Regions from separate parts of the Zea mays genome. Here all the other regions are linked to region 3. Evidence: chromatin contacts called from public Hi-C data. All regions are on one chromosome and are shown on one strand. The core of a region is the stretch at or near the end of the contact, and the rest is flanking DNA. Distances in the headings are between cores, read along the strand shown. Region 1 holds the start of LOC100274446 (Suppressor of SWI4 1). Region 2 holds the start of LOC100192113 (photolyase/blue-light receptor PHR2). Region 3 holds the start of LOC100191792.

The links. Hi-C and Micro-C count contacts between places; a contact is called where the count stands out from the background.
Region 1: a Hi-C map of leaf shows a contact between it and region 3, with 7 times the contacts expected there. The contact joins the promoter of LOC100274446 here to the promoter of LOC100191792 in region 3. A contact is called at or near these places in 5 of 25 Hi-C or Micro-C datasets (bundle sheath, ear, endosperm and 2 more).
Region 2: a contact with region 3 is called in a Hi-C map of endosperm, with 2.7 times the contacts expected there. The contact joins the promoter of LOC100192113 here to the promoter of LOC100191792 in region 3. A contact is called at or near these places in 7 of 25 Hi-C or Micro-C datasets (bundle sheath, ear, endosperm and 2 more).

What each region holds. Positions count from the first base shown.
Region 1 is chr1:57,670,480-57,674,486 of Zm-B73-REFERENCE-NAM-5.0, reverse strand. LOC100274446 (Suppressor of SWI4 1) reads right to left here and starts at 2,154. Exons shown (of 7, transcript NM_001148805.1): 1 at 1,909-2,154; 2 at 1,467-1,736; 3 at 1,126-1,356; 4 at 933-1,025; 5 at 659-846. The coding sequence starts at 1,694.
Region 2 is chr1:57,596,091-57,600,027 of Zm-B73-REFERENCE-NAM-5.0, reverse strand. LOC100192113 (photolyase/blue-light receptor PHR2) reads right to left here and starts at 2,205. Exons shown (of 4, transcript NM_001137536.1): 1 at 1,172-2,205. The coding sequence starts at 2,101.
Region 3 is chr1:57,455,894-57,460,229 of Zm-B73-REFERENCE-NAM-5.0, reverse strand. It overlaps LOC100191792, which reads left to right and starts at 2,362. Exons shown (of 3, transcript NM_001137217.1): 1 at 2,362-2,566; 2 at 2,683-2,877. The coding sequence starts at 2,455.

The sequences.
Region 1 (4,007 bases), core at 905-3,404, 210 kb before region 3:
AAGGGCTGGATCATGATCCAATACCAGGCCTACATGAAACCCTTCTAGTGCTAGAACTAGAATAACTTGTAAACTAAAACACCAACTTATTCAAGTTGCAGAGCTCATCTCAGTTGTTCTTTTAAAGCAAGTTACGCTACTAAAAACCTAGAGCTGCATTAGTACAGCACCTTCCCCAAATTCTATGCTCTACAGTAACTTCCTTTTCTACCAGCTTTTTTGACTTAACTGGGTTGACTACTACAAACTTCACAAACATTAGTAACGAGTGTAGAGTATGAAAATAATATTATCACTTATCAGAGTTATTCAGATGATATATGAGGGTGAGTATTGCCTATTTAGCTGAGAGAAATGCTGATAAGTAAGCTAAATAAAAAAAACCACTCCCACCCCCAACACACAACAAAAACCCAAACCAGAATATGGTGTATTTCATGTTATTTCGCTAAACCATCTGCACTTCTGACTGTTGTTATGTTGAACTTCTATTGTGTCGCCAAGAAGGAGAATTAATTTATCACAACATTTACTGGCACCCCATGTACTAGTTTAAATCTGTGTTGTTAGCTTTCAGTTTTTTATGCAAGTCATCTTTTCTCGAAAATCAAAAATATATCATTGCAATATAAAAGTAAAATGGCAAGATAGTACTTACTTTTTCACAAACTCACTAACATCTTCAAATTCTCCTAGATCAGGCACTTGATTGTTTTGCATGAGCTTTCTAATCCTGCGACTGACCCCAACAGGCTGGAGCTTGATGGAGTAATGCCGGAATTCAATAACATCCTTCTCTTTATCATGTTTTAACAACAGAATCCTTTGGCATGTTGCCAGCTTGACCTATTGTGCAAAATAATGCTTTATTATCTGATTATGCCAGGAAGAATACATTAAGTTTCATCATGATGTTACCGTCCCATACTTACAGTGGTTGGGTCAACGGAAGGGAACATATGTTGGAAGTATTCGACCAAACTCCTGAAAGGGTTGCCGAGACCTGTCAACCCACCAAGTACAACCTGCCAAATCCATGAATTTCAACATTAAAACAAGGTATCAATTAACAATATCCACATTAAAGCTAGCCTGATACAAAATATCCACAGCAGTTTCATATACCAGTGGTGAGTTTTTGAATATCCCTGGTGGGCACCTTGGGCGCTTCTGAGAGTTTGCAATGTCCGCCGCAAGTGAGTACTCCTCTATCTGAAATGTGAATGTTGGGCCCTGCGGTGATTTGGCAAAGCGCAAATGTGGCAGGCTTTGAGGGTTTGAGAGGATTAAGAAATGTGTCACACCCATCGGGCCGGCAACATTGACAAAATCCTTGAGGTTATTTCGTTTCTTCTCCTGCCAATTAATTGTTTTATAAGCATGAGACACGAATAAGGGTGAGTCAGTCATTCTTTGAGTGCTAGTGTACGTTAATTGGGCATAGGGATAGGGAATTAGGGATGGACCTTGAGATTGAGAGCAGTGTAGGGGAGCATGACCTTGCGGAGGTCCTGCTGAAGATGGCGAAGCGTGGAGGGGAGTTTACCGCGGGAGAATACGAAGCTCTTCGGAATCTTGGCGCCGGTGATCTGGTCGACGTTCGCCAACGCCGTTTTCTGCTTCTGAAGCGTCGCCGCAGGGATGCGCGGACCGCGGCCCCGCCTCTTCCCCGGCCCGGACCGTGGCTGGCGCATGGCGGCTCAGTTGAACGAACACACAAATGATGGAAGAAAAACCTAGTTGAGGACGCGTCCGCAACCCAACACAGAACGACACAAGAGAAGGCTCAGAAATCAAAACAAATCCAGAAAGCAGCGGGGCGTGGGGCACGAACCACCCGTGGAACGATGAGGAAAGGATATTTCTACCTAAACTTTAAAACAACTGTGGCCGGAGAAGGGAACCTACCTTCCTACGGCGCGCGTAACTGCACCTCCGAGGATGGTCGGCCGCCGCCGGGCGTGTGCGAAGTCCGGTAGTGAGCAACGGAGGCCGGCGGCGCGTGGCGCTGAGAGGGAGGCCGGCGGCGTGCAGACCTCGAGGCTGCAGGGAAACGCGCACCACGGGCCACGTCACCAGCTCTGCTCTGCGCACCGCCGAAGGCCACTTGCACAGACGCACGGTGGCGGCTGGGACTGGGAAAGACCGAGGTTGGGGGCGGGGTCTGTAGTGTGCCGTGTGCGAACCGGATGAGTGGGATTGGGAGACTCTTTCCAAACCCTAGCGACCCACATGTCAGGTTAGCGGGTAATCGGGATATTCGGGTATAAATACTACTTTGTTATACTCGTTCCATAAATATTTGCGGATACCGTATTCGTATCCACATATAGGAACTTATACCCGGATCCATGTTTAATAGGTTTTTTTTATCCGTGGGCACGTGGATAAATCGTATATGTTGCCATGCCTATAAACAAATGTGGCCGGAGATAGCTAGGACTCTGCTGTTGCAGTCGCGAAGTCGAGACAGAAGCGGATGAAACAAGGGGGTGGAGGTTTATTATGACCACTCGAAGTCGAAGGGGAGACTCGAAAGAAAGACAACTGGACCGGAGCACATCGGTTTGAGTCCGAACTCCTACGGGTTTTTTCGGCTTGTTTCTATGTTCGGGCCACATTCGAGTAAGATGGAGATGTGTTATGGGCACGTCCGCACGTCAGCTTGGCCTATCGTATATTGAAGGTCTGTAGCAAGTTTCAGAAGAGATTATGCCCCTGTTTGTTTGGGCTTTTTCCAGCTTCTGGTCACCAAAAGCTGCTGCAGATCGCCAAACGCCCCAGCTTTTCAGCCAGCTTCTATAAGAATCGCTTTGGTAAAAACCGTTAAAAATCAACATAAACACAAAACCGGTCGAATTGTCATGATAGTAGGAATCTGTTGCTTTCTAGATCCTGAACCCTTTAGACCACTTCGTCTTCCTCCACACGTAATCCACACAATACTCAGATTCTTCTCACAGTCAGATTCTCTTCACAGCCAGATTCTCAAAAAGCTGGTCAGAAAAAAGCTGAACCAAACAGGCCCTATGAAAACGTTTGGTTCTCCGGAGAGACAACGCTTTGCTTGCACAGAAATCAAGATAGAACCATCGGCTATTTGGTAGACTCACTTCACCTGAAAGCAACGAGTCAGATAAAACTAGTTGTTTGGATTTTAGGCAAAGTTGCCTTGGTCTATGCGGGTAAGCTTTATCTTGCTTTCAGATGCCACCTACCTTAACAAGGCTAACCTTGCTTGGCCAGGCTAGACGAGCAAGGTAGGCAGAAGGTACCAAATTGATCCTAATTGTCTTGTTTTCTTGTAAGGTTATCTTAGGTTTGTGCTGGCAAGATTTTGCTTGTCGACGAAGAAAAGCCAAATCAGCTCACTCATGCTGGCAAAGCTTGCCTTGCTGAGCGAGGCTAGACGAGCGAAGCCAGCAAAGGAATCAAACAGTGTTTATACGACTAGCGCACGTTGAAAACATATAGTAATTTAAATGGTAAAAGTATTATATTTTTATAAGCTGACAATTCATACATAGTGTAAGTAACATAATTACTTAAAAGATTGAACAACCGGGTAAATTCATTAGTTGGATCTAGAACAACTAAATTACTTAGTTCACAGTGTAAGTAACATAATTACTTAAAAGATTGAAAACATTTAGTACTATTTGTTTATGTACTACACAGATTTGCACCACAACGCACACCAATCCACCTTTACCATACACAAGCAGACCTACAACTATCTTGCGCCGAAGAACGCTCCAGTACATCACTAATGATCACAGATCCCAGTGTTAGATAGAAATACCGACTATCGCTTAACAAGCAGCGCATAAGAGGCTTGTATCTGCACATGTTGATAATATTAAAATAGACACTACAGCCCAGTGAGCATCGGGGAACGATTCTGGGGATCGAATCCGGGCAGGCAGCCTTTACGACAGAAGAGCTAGCCAACCGAGCTACGGCTCGGTCCTCGAAATCATTGTTCTTTGAGAAAAATCTTTGAGAGG
Region 2 (3,937 bases), core at 956-3,455, 140 kb before region 3:
GTACGAACTACAGGAAAAAATGACCATGGCAATAACACAAGTTATTCAAAAGTGACAATGGTACGAACTACAGGAAAAAATGACCATGACAATAACACAAGCTATTCAAAAGTGACAATCCTATCACTGGTGTTGCTGTCTACATTAACAGCAGATGAATATTTGTTCTTTGGGGAAGTAACACAGCTCAGCATTCCACTTCCACATTGACGTTGAAACCCCTTTAGGCCTTGTTCGATTGCACGGGAATCGGAAGAGTTTGAGAGGGATTAAATCCCTTCCTATTCAATTTTGACTAGGAAGGGATTTAATACCCTCCAATCCCCATCAATCCCTTCCAAACCGAACAAGCCCTCAAATGTCAATTTAGTTCTATGTATTCTACACAAATGAATCATAAGAGCATAAAACTGCAGGTTTAAGGTGTCCCAGACCAAAACCATAAGATGCCATTGTGGCTCGTTTCCAAAGCTGCATAGTGATGAAAATGAAGCTAACCATTAATGCAGATAAAGGTGAGACTATGATAAACAATTCATTTGCAGAAGAACTGGAATTTGGCCTATCTGATTGGGACAAAACTGCTTGCTTCTTTTATCATCCAACCACAACAAAAAAATTATTACCATTTTGTCCTCTGCTACTCGGAAATACTACTGGAGCTGTGAACAAAAATGGAATGACAGACAGCAAGCAATAGTGACACCACACCGACACACCTTCTTAATAGGACAAGAGGACTAAAATTCATTATATCTGATTTTATTTAACTATGTTTTTTTTTGCGAGAAGCGGCTGATCCCCCTGGTATCATGCACAAATTTCGCTCTGTCAAAAAATAAATATATAGCCAAATTGTAAATGAAACGAAAGAGACTTAACTATGCTCTGTCAAAGACCCAACATAGACAAAATATATCTAAAAAGTAAGAAATGGATTATAGAGCCAAATTGTAAATGAAACCAAAGCATGCCATAGTTAGCAACATCCATCCGTTTCTAGCTGTACACTTTACTTGGAACTATTGAACACCAAAAAATTTTATTTTATACTACAGATTTACAGATTGAGCTCGAGCCTAAATAAATAAGATGCTGAACCGAACCTAGCTAAATATCTAAAAGCGTGTCACAGGAAAAGAAAGCAATCTATATTTCGAAGCCGACTCACCTGTGACATGGCTGGTGGCGCAGTGAGCCCGAGCTCAGCAAGCGTGGGGATGTCACCGGGCTCGAGCACATTCTTCATGGGCACGCACTTGACCTCCTCGGGAGCCTCCAGCACCTTTCTGACCTCCAACCCCTTCACGGCCTCCCTGAAGCCGCCATAGTTGGACGGCATGTCCTCGAGGCGGAAGGGAAGGTCTTCCACGTGGTATAGCGTGCTACCCCAGAAGTACTTCACGTTGATACCCTCCTTCTCCACAGCCTTTTGCACCCTCTCCTCGGCGCGGACCTCGTCCCGCGATACCTCCCCGTGAGCGTACACGGCCTCCGCGCCCGCCGCCCGCGCGAGCTCGGGAATGACCACTTCGGGCCTACCCACGCGCACCACCAGGTCCCCACCGCGGGCGCGGAGGCTCCGGCGCAGGTCGGCGACCGAATCGAGCAGGAAGTTGGCGCGGTACGGGCCCGTCCGGTCGAACCCCGAGGGGGACTTGCCGAAGTCCCGCGGATCGAAGACGAAAACGGGGAGGAGGGAGGACGACGCCCCCGCTGCGGCGTGAAACGGCTCATGGTCGTGGAGGCGGAGGTCGGCGCGGAACCAGACGAGCGTGCGGCGGCGCCCTGCTGCGGCGGGCGCGCCCGAAGGGAAGGAGCGGGAGAGGCCGGGCGTTGAGGAGGGCAGCGGGGCGATGACGGAGGAGGTGGCGGAATTGAGGCGGGTGGTGCGGCGGGAGGAGGGCTGCGCGGCGGAGGGGTGGAGGCAGACGGCGAGTGTAGAGATTTGAGTGGGGAGGTGGAGGGTGGAGGGGACGGAGGCGAGTGTGGGGGTGGCCGGCGCGCGGATGGAGAGGCCGAGCGAGAAGGACGCGAAGGGGAGGAGGCTGGGGTCGTCGCGCGGCTGGGCACCGGCGTCAGTGCCGGAGGCGGTGGCCATGGTAGGTGGGATGGACGAATGAATGGGTGAGGACTGAGGAGGTAGGGATTTGGTGGTGTGGAACTGCGGATGAGGAGTGAGATGCCGGGGGAGGAGAGGTGCGGGTGGGTCGACTCGGAGGAAGGCGGGGGAAGGTGGTGGAGAATTTTTGGACCCCCACCAACCATTCGGGTTTCAGCAGAATCCAGATCGGACGTGTTGTCACCTACTACATCTTCTACCAATCCAGATCGGACGTGTTGTCACCTACTAGCTACTACTACCTCTTCTACCAGGATGATGCACAAGCCAACGCCGGTTAGAGCAACTCTAATAGTAACATTTAAGGACTACTCTGAGAACCACATTTTTCTAAGATATTTTTACTTTTTCAAAGAAAATTAGTTTATTTTTCCTTGAGAAAAATAGAAATCTCATGAGAAAATGGTGCTCTCAAACTAGCCCTTACTACTATAAACTTAAGGGAGAATTTTGGATTGAGCGCACTACGAAGAGCTGGTTTTGTAACGAACGCACCGCCTTCGCGCGAGAGGAGAGGACAAAGTTGCCCATGTGTTAGTCTTTGTCGTGCACTTATCCTCCCTTCCGTCTCCTCTCATCCCTTCTCTCTAAGCTACAGTTTCAGGTGTCACATGGACGATGGATTCCCGCCATTGCCAATGGCGACATCATGCATGTAGATTATGTGATTAAGAATATTGTCCTGCTTGTGGGTTCAACGCCAGTTGAGGACGACATTGTGGCATCCACGACAATCGACGGTGCCGTTCCTGCGCTTCCTACGCCACCCAACATGGTTGCTAAGACTACGTCGCTTGCCATAGACACACCTCTTCTACATCTCGATGGCCTTCAATGGCTGGATCTAGAGACTTTGCCATCGATCCCGACACCTCTCTTGCAGTCGAGTAGTTTGGTGAGCCTGTGGTCCCTCTATTTGTGCACACAAAATGGTAGCTTTATCCTCCAATAGTTGCTACGAAACAAGATAAGTTTTAGTTAACGATATATAAAACCTTAATTTTATTTGTACGACCATGATAATGAGAGCACCTAGAGGGGGGTGAATAGGTGATCCTATAAAATCAAACACTAAATAGCCACAAACTTGATTATAGAGATGTTAGTGCGAGTTGATCAAGTTGTTATGAAGCGAGCTCTTGCAAACACAAACAATCACAGAGAAGAGCAGCACAAGAGACACGGTGTTTTATCCCGTGGTTTGGCCAAGTATAACACTTGCCTACTTCCACGTTGTGGCGTCCCAATGGACGAGGGTTGCACTCAACCCCTTTCAAGTGATCCAATGATCAACTTGAATACCACGACTTTTTGTTTAGTGTTCTTCTCCCGTTTGCGAGGAATCTCCACAAGTTGGAGCCTCTCGCCCTTACAATATAGATCACAAAGAAGCACAAGAGTAAGGGAGAGAAAACAACGCACACAAGACTCGAATCCGCAGCACACACACGCACACTAGCCAAGACTTGAGCTCGAAACACAGCACAGGGAGTTCACAACTCGAACGGAGCTCAAATCACTAACACAACGAATCAAATGCGTGGAGACGGAGTCTGGGAGTCTTAGGATGCTTCGTGAATGCTTGGTGTAATGCTCCATGCGCCTAGGGGTCCCTTTTATAGTCCCAAGGCAGCTAGGAGCCGTTTGAGATCAACTTGGAAGGCAATTCTTGCCTTCTATCGAGTGGTGCACCGGACAGTCCGGTGCACCACCGGACAGCTACTGTAGCAGCCCGATGCGCGATCTCCTTCCTTAACTGACGCATCCGATCGTTGGGCCGACGGTTCCTTTGGCGCACCGGACACTGTCCGGTGC
Region 3 (4,336 bases), core at 1,113-3,612:
TTCGAGTCGGAGTCCTCTGGTGCACCGGACATTGTCCGGTGGTGCACCGGACACTGTCCGGTGCACACCGGACAGTCCGGTGCCTCCAGACCAGAGGTGCCTTCGGTTGCCTCTTTGCTCCTTTGTTGAATCCAAAACTTGATCTTTTTATTGGCTGAGTGTGAACCTTTTACACCTGTATAATCTGTACAATTGGGCAAACTAGTTAGTCCAATAATTTGTGTTGGGCAATTCAACCACCAAAATTAATTAGGGACTAGGTGTAAGCCTAATTCCCTTTCACACCTCACCAAGTGTTGAACTTTTGTCCTGATCAGCAAATCTTAAGAACACATATAGAAGAACTGGAGCTAAGGGTTCTAGGTTGAGTCTTGTCCAGACGGATACTTATTAGAAGAACTGAAGCTACTTGATCCACATAATCCATCTTGGACAGGAAATGAAACCGAAATTGATCACTAAATGCCTAAACTTGACTTGAGCTACGAGTTTCATCTTCATATATAGCATATAACATCTTCACATATAGCGTATAACATTAAACAAGACTAATATACCTAAATTGGCCACTAAATACTCAATTGTGGCATCGGCAAAAAATAGCGGTTTACCGGTCTAAAATAACAGTTTACCAACGGTTTTCGGTTTTTATGATTTTTTCCAATTTTTTTTGAATTTGGAACGAATTAAAAAAAACCCCGGTGGTTAACTGAAACCGCACCCCTGCGGTTTCGGTAAACCGACCGATTTACCACCGGTTTTGTAAACCTTGTCCAACACTAGGTGGATGATTCCGAGAGGGAGGGCGGATATTGACACTAGTTGAATGAGAATTTCGATTTCACGACACGCAGTCACATGCCGTCATGGGATCGGCTGAAGCTGCGTAAAACGCGGGGAGGGGCTAAAACCTTGCGTCTTTTAAGACTTTAGATGGCTTATCATTCTCGTAACTGGATTGGGTCGTCTTCGCTATATGCGAGTAGAATGATAGACTGAATTTTCATGGACTCTAGGCATCTGCAAAAGGATTCACATTTGAAATAATCACAACTTTTTGGTTGTGTTGGATGAAAGATGCTTACCAGTAGAACAATATGGGCAAATTTTTTTGGATGAGATAAGCCTCGATTGTATAGAGGTAATCTATCAAAAGGCAACACAGAGAATGCGTCCTCTTCTGTTTTTTTACTCAGATTGTACTGATAGTTTATTTTTTAGTTGGATATTTGTTTTTTTTTCAAACATTTTAACAATGATTCTTCTGTGTGGTTTATAATCAGATTCACCATGCTACCTGACTTTTCTTGTTTTAAATTACAAAATCCAGTTTAGTGTCTGATGAATGCAATTTAGTCTCGCGAAGTCTTACCAAGGTTCTTGTAGATTTATGGCTTGGCCTCTTTGATCTAACAATAGATCTGAGGAGTTTGGGAGGTAACCTTCTAGGCTGAGGAATTTACCTTGCTTTTTTAGTTAATTAACACTGAATTGCCACTTGTATGCTATACCCCGATGTATTTTGAGAATTCTATCGCTGATTTAGTAAAATGCAGAATATTGAACTATAAATAGGACTGAATGATGATGACTCTTGAATTGAGTATTTTGTTGCAGATTGTGCATGATACAACCCTATGTAGCAATATTGATGCAATTTTTAGGACTACTGTAAACTGTAATTTTTCAAGCCTCTGCACTATTATTTTTGCCTTGGGCTGTCCAGAGATGCGGGATCTAGTAAAGGTTAAGATCTTTTGGAAATGAAAAATAGATCACGGAAGCGAGGTGAGGCGATGACAAAGTCAAAATCACTGCTGCTGCACCTTGTGATGAATTATCGGCGCGGCCTAGCGGCCTAAAAAAACATTGTTTCTACAAGAAATCTGACGCACCTCGCACCTAACAGTAGCACTCGCAGCCACAGCCCACCCCCACCCCACGATCCTTGTCCCACATGGCAGACCCCTGCGTCCCGCGTACGTTACGTCACAAAACCATCCAGAAACGTCACTATTGATATTGTGGATGGGCAGGCGCCTGCGGGGTCGTCACGTGACGCTCGCCAGGAGACGTCCACCCGGCGTCCCGCGACAGGCCGGCAGGCGGGCCACGCCACGTGCTCGACCCCATCGATATTATCCACACCCGTGCCGGCCGCGCCACGTCCTGCTGCCTTCAGCGCCCCGCAACCCGCCACGACTGATGTGCACGGACCACGGAGCACACCTGCGCCACCACTCGCTGACCCCACCCGCATCCGTACTGCAGTCCATGAGCCGGGTCTAGGGAGAACCAGCCGAGCCCCTGACTGATCTATAAATAAGCGCTGCCTGCTCGGCATCGTACCTTCTTCTCGACCAGATCCGGAAGTTCTGTGGGTAGAGGACTAGAGACTGCAGATCGAGGGTCTGGCAGCGGGCCGTGGCAGTTGGGTGATTACGACGAAGAGAGATGGGCCTCCTCGACAAGCTGTGGGACGACACCGTCGCAGGCCCGCGCCCGGACACCGGGCTCGGCCGCCTCCGCAAGCAGCCTGTGCGTCCCGCCGCCGTCAAGATCAGTGGTGAGTGAGACAGTGAGCCGGTGACCGCCGCTGCTCGAAGGAAAAAAAAAAGACACATGCCCCATCGTAGACGGCGCTCCCATTCGATCTGACTTGTGGTTTCGTCGACCGTGTAGATCCGGCCGGGGACGCTGCAGCGTTCGTGCCGCCCTCGCCGGCTTCGGGTAGCGAGGAGACGCCGGTGAAGGTGACGCGCAGCATCATGATCAAGCGCCCCGCGGGGTACCCGTCGTCGCCGAGGAGCGCGGCAAGCACGCCGCCGGCCTCGCCACTGGGGACTACCCCGCCCATCTCGCCGTTTGCCGGCGCCGGTGAGTGCCACTGCCAGACCCACTACGCATTCGCTTCCACTTTTTTTTCCTGGTACAGGTAGGGGCAGTTATGTCATTTCCGGACCGCGCACCCGTGCCTCATTGGAAGCGTCGTGACGGGTGGCTTTCGGTTTTGTCGCCCAGTTAGGAAGCGTCTAGATGAGGCGTACTGGGGAAGGGGCGTTTTGGACATTTCTACCCAGTGGGTGCTTTTAGCTCTCGGGTCTCCATCGTGGATTCATAGCTGGATATTATCGTATTTAACAGCAGCCGTATCGGATAAACGTAGCTATCATTGGGGTTACGCGGGGTATGCATCAAGAGGAAAATGGACTGATTTTTTTGGTTTATCTCTCTACAATTATAAAGCACTTTTTTGGGTTTATCTCTCTACAATTACAAAGCACTTTCGACAGTCGTTTGTAGGTCTATTTCCATTCCCTACCAATTACCCTATGGGTAGAGCGTAATAACCACTCAAGATCTCATTAGTGGGCCTTTACCTTATAAATGGCCATGAGAAGCCACCAAGCCTAACACAACATGAGTTGCAAAGTCGCAACCAGAGTAGGGGTTTCACATAATATCACCTCAGTAGCTAAAAGAGGACCTCACCAGAGTAGGGGTTTCACATAATATCACCTCAGTAGCTAAAAGAGGACCTAACGAGCGGCCGAACGAGCTATTAAAAAAAAGGTCGAACGAGCTTTTCATTCATAATTTTCTAAACCTTTTGGCTAAGATGGTGTAATATTTGTTACTATTTGCCGTTGTTGTAACGGATACTGTACTAGTATAATAGCAATCCAACGATGGTTTAGCGTGTATGTATCACTTATGGACAGCTGTAAGTAGATGTTTCATTGATGATCTTAAGAGCGGAATACTGAGCCTATCTATGGTCAAGAGGTTGCCACCATTTCAAAGCAGAGTCAGTGAATTAGTTAGCTGAGTCAGATGTCTATAGTAAGCTGAGTCAGATATCTATAGTAGTAACCTGTCATGAAGCCCTGGTATATACAAATTATTCTACGAAAAGCTGCTATTGTGATGTGAAATTATTTGATCGAAGCGCCTTCTGTAAATTGCCCCTACATCCCAAATTGAACGTCGATGGATGTCTAGAATCAACCACACAAAGAAGGATATAGCTGTAATCATTTTTTTTTCTTGATTCCAGTTCTAAAAAAATAAATATGTAATGTAACCGTGCTTTAGTCTAGCAAGTCGTTGCTATTTTACTGTATATATACTCCCTCAATCCTGATGCATTTTTTTAGTTGTCCTGAGTCAAAAACCATTGTGAAAATAGTACCAACACACCTGCCACATCAAGAGGTAAACTATACAAAAAATCACATTTCATAATCTCTTGCTGACCTGCTATTTTCATCCACACTTGTTACCGTCTGGTTTCGCTCTAAAAGCGAAGCTTATGTCCATCTGCATGTATTGATGT